Linked DNA regions of Sus scrofa: region 1 is linked to region 2. A link is a contact called in public HiChIP or PLAC-seq data. All regions are on one chromosome and are shown on one strand. Each heading gives the region's core, a stretch centred on a gene start, on an enhancer-like site or on the middle of the called end of the contact. The rest is flanking DNA. Distances are from core to core; before and after follow the strand shown.

The links. HiChIP or PLAC-seq counts read pairs in DNA pulled down with a chosen protein or histone mark.
Region 1: a contact with region 2 is called in an H3K27ac HiChIP or PLAC-seq map of alveolar macrophages. The contact joins the enhancer-like site here to the promoter of TBC1D12 in region 2. A contact is called at or near these places in 11 of 47 Hi-C or Micro-C datasets (embryonic fibroblasts, epiblast stem cells, fibroblasts and 5 more) and 1 of 2 datasets of contacts at active chromatin or transcription factors (alveolar macrophages).

What each region holds. Positions count from the first base shown.
Region 1 is chr14:105,877,288-105,879,991 of Sscrofa11.1, reverse strand. All of the region lies in intron 2 of TBC1D12 (TBC1 domain family member 12), which reads right to left. Among named protein-coding and RNA genes, the nearest start is that of TBC1D12, 72 kb to the right of the region's middle. Within about 2 kb of position 1,356, at least 2 of the 83 cell types and tissues checked have an H3K27ac peak or open chromatin away from gene starts, as enhancers often do. A contact at or near this core is called in alveolar macrophages, where this site is marked.
Region 2 is chr14:105,805,035-105,807,742 of Sscrofa11.1, reverse strand. TBC1D12 (TBC1 domain family member 12) reads right to left here and starts at 1,359. Exons shown (of 13, transcript XM_005657433.3): 1 at 1,249-1,359. The coding sequence starts at 1,280. NOC3L (NOC3 like DNA replication regulator) reads left to right here and starts at 1,435. Exons shown (of 21, transcript NM_001144115.1): 1 at 1,435-1,532; 2 at 2,525-2,708. The coding sequence starts at 1,524.

The DNA.
Region 1 (2,704 bases), core at 107-2,606, 72 kb before region 2:
AGAATATTAACAATTTTATTCCAATAAATCCAACAACATAGATGAAATGTAAAAATCTCTCAAAAGGAAGTTCCCGTTGTGGCTCAACGGTTAATGAACCTGACTAGCATCTATGAGGACGTGGGTTCAATCCCTGGCCTCACTCAGTGGGTTAAGGATCTGGCGTTGCTGTGGCTATGGTGTAGGCCAGCAGCTACAGCTCCAATTGGACCCCTGGTCTGGGAACCTCCATATGCCGTGAGTGCAGCCCTAAAAGACAAAAAAAAAAAAAAAACTCTTGAAAGACATAAGTAAACCAAAACTGACTCAAGAAGAAAGAGAAGATGTCACAGCCCTCTATCAATTAAAATGTTAAATTTATAATTAAAAAGCTATTCAACAACAACAACAAAAAACTGAGCATTCTTGGTTTATGTCAGTAATTCTCAAGTGAAGTCAACTTTGGCCCCAGGGAATGTCTGGCAAAAATCTAGAGACATTTATGATTGCCACAACTGTGAAGGGAGGCTACTGGCATTTACTCGGCAGAGGCCAGGAATGCTGCTCAATCCTACTCTGCACAGGAATCCACCTTTCCACCCAAGAAAAATTACATGACCCAAAATGTCAACAGTGCTGAGGTCAAGAAACCCTGGCTTAGATAATTTCACTGCCAAGTTCTATCAATCATTTAAGGAAGAAAAAAAATACTATCTACACAAATTCTTTTGTAATAGAGAAGAAGAAACAGCTCTCAATTCACCTAGTGATTCCAGCATTATCCCAACACCAAAATCAGATACTAAAAGAAAATTACAGACCAGTATATCAAATGAAAATGGAGGTTGGAATTCCCATTGTGGCTCAGTGGGTTAAGAAACTGACTAGTATCCATGAGGATGGGGGTTTGATCCCTGGCCTCACTCAGCGGGTTAAGGATCCCGTGTTACTGTAAGAGGCAGCAGTAGGTTGCTGATGTGGCTCAGATTCAGTGCTGTCGTGACTGTGGACTTGGATGGCAGCTACGGCTCCAATTCAACCCTCGCCCAGGGAATTTCCATATGCTGAAGGTGCAGCCCTAAAAAGAAAAAAAGAAAAAAAAAAAAGAAAGCAAAAAAAAAAAAAATACTAGCATTTGAACTCCTAGTTTCTGCTCCAGCACATAAAAAGCTTACAAGTTACCAACCCATTTAATAAGTAAAAAGCTGAACAAATTAAAACAAACAAATAACTCTTCTTAGATTCCTCAGAGACAAGAGGTCACAGGGAAAACTGCTGCCCCCAAAATGAGAAACAGATAAATGAATATAGAGAATCACAACTTACCAGAGTAGAAATCTATGACGAAATGTCTGTGGAAACCACTGCCAGGGTAGAAAAATAGGAACTGTAATTGACGAACTGCTGGAGGCTCAATGTGAACAGGTCTGAGAGCTAAAACTCCAAGAGAACCCAGTCCCACACACCTTTGCAAGCTTTACCTCTGGAACTCTCATCAGGCCCTGACAGTGATGGTCAGAGAAAAAAATAAATAAATAAAAACAAAAACAAAAAAAACCCATGTGCTTCCAGCAGAAAGAGAAAAGGAACTATTTTGAAATACACTAGAGCATTTCGTTAACAAAGGAGAAACTATTTCACTAGAGCCTAATCTGTTGGGGTTTTATCAGAGCCTAAGCTTCCCAGGGAAAGGAAAGTGCCCAACTCCAGCCCACTCTAGCTATCCTCTCCCACCTAAGTAGGGAGGGAGACTGAGAAGCACTGGTGAAGTTCACAGTCCAGGGCCACAGGATCACCAAGACTGGGAACTAATCACAGGAATATACAACAATTTTCCTCCCCCCGACATTATCACTATATTACTAATGGTCTATTTACTAAAGTTCCTCTTATCCAGCACATCACATCCACTCTTCAACAGAAAATTACAAGACATATTAAAAAGTAAAAAAAAAAAAAAAAAAGAGTAGAGACTGACCACGCATCAGAACCAGTCAGATATGTTAGAAATGTCAACATTAGTAAAGCAGGGATTTTTAAATACTATAATTAATATGCTAAAGGCTTTAATGGAAAAAGTAGACAGCATGCAAGAACTGATGAATAATATAGGCAGACAAATGAAAATTCTAAGAAAGAATGAAAAAGAAATGCTAGAGATTAAAAAAAAACCATAATGTGAGAAAAAAGAATGTACACATGTACCGGGTCACCTTTCTGTGCAGTAGAAAACTGACAGAACACTGTAAATCAGCTATAATGGAAAAAATAAAAATTATTGTTAAAAAAAGAAAAAATAAATACATTTAAAAAACCCCTACAACAAAAATGAACCATGCCTTTGATGGGCTCATTAGCAGACTGCAAACAGCTGAGGGAAAAAATGCTAGAGGATCTCTCATTAGAAACTAGAGGATCTCTCATTAGAAACCTCCAAAACTGAAAAACAAAGAGAACAAAGTCTAAGAAACACTGAACAGAATATCTCAGTACTACAGGACAACTACCAATATATGGGTAATGGGAGTATCAAAAGAAGGAGAGGAAAAGGAGCAAAAGCAATAGCTGAAGCAATGATAACAAGGAATTTCTACAAATTAATGTCAATACCAAACCACAGATCCAGGAAGTTCAGAACACCAACTAGGATAAATGCCCAAAAAATTACACCCAGCCATATCATTTTAAACTGTAGAAAATCAACGACAAAAAAAAAAAAAAAAAA
Region 2 (2,708 bases), core at 110-2,609:
AGGATGGAAGAGCTTTGAATATGTTTACCAGCCAAAAGGAAAGATCCGTCAGGGAGGGACAGAATACAGGAGAGAATGGATGATTAGTGATACAGGAGTCTGATGGAGCTGGAAGAAGTTGGTTTTGAACTGAAATGGGGATGCCTCAGCAGTGATGAGATTGGAAGGAAGGCCGACGGGATGGGAGTGACTACAGATAATTTGCTATGTGTGGGAAGGAATCCAAACACTTGGGAAGAGCACAGGCTAATGTTTTCAATTTGTTTGATGAAATAATACTCCAGTGGGACAGGTTCTGCTGTTTTCTGAGAGTGTGTGTGAAGAGAGAGCAATGGGGAAATTGGGGAAGTTGGAAGGGAAGGAAGGAAGAGTTCTGGACAAGATAGGATTCTTGGTCTTTGATGTGGGATCCAGAGACTGGCAGGTTTCTTCTCAGTCTCTTTAAGATCAACACCCACTAGGGAGCTCAGAATCTTTTGAGCCTCTGCTGGCTTTCCCTCCTGGCTCAGGACTGCTAGACCAGGCTCAGTGTCAGGGATATGCTCAAGAACCGCCCCCCCCCCTTTTTAAATTTACCTGAAGTGGAATTCTTAAATTTATTCATGAAAAAAAAGTACGTGAGAAACAATCATTTTGAAAAACATATTCTTATTCTTGTAATGCATAACTCTTCCTGCTAAAACTAATGCCTTTGGTGCAACTACTAAGCAGACAGTCGAACTTACAGAAAAGTAAGAGTTGCAAAATAATGAAATGCAGATGAATCTCACTGATACAACTCTTTTTCAGACAATGGTTAAAATGAAGGCGAAAAGAGTTTCAAAATAAATTATTAATAATCAGACTTTTGAGTGCCAGAAGGTCATGAGAAATCATTAGCCATTCCACAAACGTTGAGGGCTAGGCGAGAGTAGGGTAATACCCATGAGGAATAAGCTCTTCTCTGTCCTCACGACATCACGGAAGAAACGCTGAGTGCAAAAATTAGTATCTATAACAGAAAGATGAGGCGAGCTACATCCTCCAACAAGCTAAATATGAGGAGAGGTACAAACTGCAGGAAGGTGATTGAAAAAAGTCACGTCCTTTCGTCCTGAGAGTAGGCGCTTGATTTCATGAAGAATTTCAAGGAAATAGTGTAGGAGTCAAAGATTCAGACACTGTAAAGTAACTCCCACCACCCACCACCCACCTCCCACCTCCCACCTCCCACCTCCCACCTCCCACCTCCCACCTCCCACCTCCCACCTTTGACGATTCAGGGTTGCGGGCATGCCCATGCGCGTGCACGCCGGGGCGGATCCGGCCCAGGGCCTTTGAGGACGTCACCGCGAGAGGGCGCGCGCCCTCACCTGTCTGCGGAAGTCCCGCCTCCATTTCCGGCGGCGGAAGAGGCGGACGGCTAGCGGCAGCTTCCGGCCGACGGTGTTGCTTGTTTTGCACGTGTGTCGCCCCTTTGGAATTCCTGGATTACCTTTGCTCTTGGCGAATTTGTCTGGCCGGGATTCCGTGCAGACTTAAGGATGAAGGCTGTAAGTGTCTTTAGAAGCTCGCGGTTTAGGGCCCCTTTGGCTCACAGAGGCGCGGCTTACTGTAGCTTTTCGACGGGTTTTTGCCCTTGTGTGGGGTTTGGTGGCCTAGATTAGGGGCTTCTTTCTGACTCTTTATGCGCTGTCAGCTTCCCCGCCCATAGACCTGGCTCCTTCTTCATCGCCCACTGTGCGCTCTTGGCTGTTGGGGGCCACAGTGAGACTAGCACGGAATCTTGTATTCGCAGGATGTCACACTTGAATGGTCCTTCGAGACTATCTTTGGAACATGTTATTTTACAGATGGCAAGCGAGGTCCTGTCTTCAATGAGCTTATGTGTCGTGGGACCTGAGATAAGACCCCCGGCCCCCCTTTTCCCCGTAAAGGGTAAGGGAATAGGAAGCAAGTGAATTTTGATACAATGACCTTCAAGAAAGTTGTGATCCGCATACCGAAGCTCAGTTTTGCTTTCCTTAGTTTAAAGGTCTTTGACAAGTCTCCTAATCTCTTTAAGACGTAGCTTCATCAAAATACGAGGAAAACAGCAATCATTACTTAATTAGGCTGTTGGGGGTAATATGTTAGAGCACTTTGTGAACAGTAAAGTGATATGTAAATGGCAGTTGTTATTGCTAAAGACACCTGGCATTTTGCTCTTAATATGCCAAACTACAGATGTTCAGCTATCCTTGAGTAACCCTTTACCACTAGCTCAGTGGTTCTTCACCTTTTTTGGAGTCTTAGACTCTTTTGAGCAGCTGTGGATTCTGGTCACAGGAAGAACCTGCAGCTGAATAACTGACGATCTAGTGCCATTCTGTAGGATTAATGCCACAGTTTGGTTTTAGCTCTTATATGCAAGGCCTATGGCTGGGAGATGTTAAAATTGTGGAATTGGTCTAATGAAATTTAAAATCAATTCTCTTTAATCTGATTTTTAAAATAAAGTAATTTAAATTTCTGCATATACAGTGGTCCTTTTGTTTTTTTCTAGAGACGAAATAAAAAACAGGTCCCAAGCTTTCGGAAATTGCTAAAAACTAGTAAAGTCAAGCTTGAAAACAAACTAAAAAACAAACAACTTAAACAACAAAGCACTCAGAAGAAATACCGAAAAGAACAGAGGAAACTAAGGCAAGCTGTAAAAGATGCTGTGTCTAAGAAACCTATTCCATTGG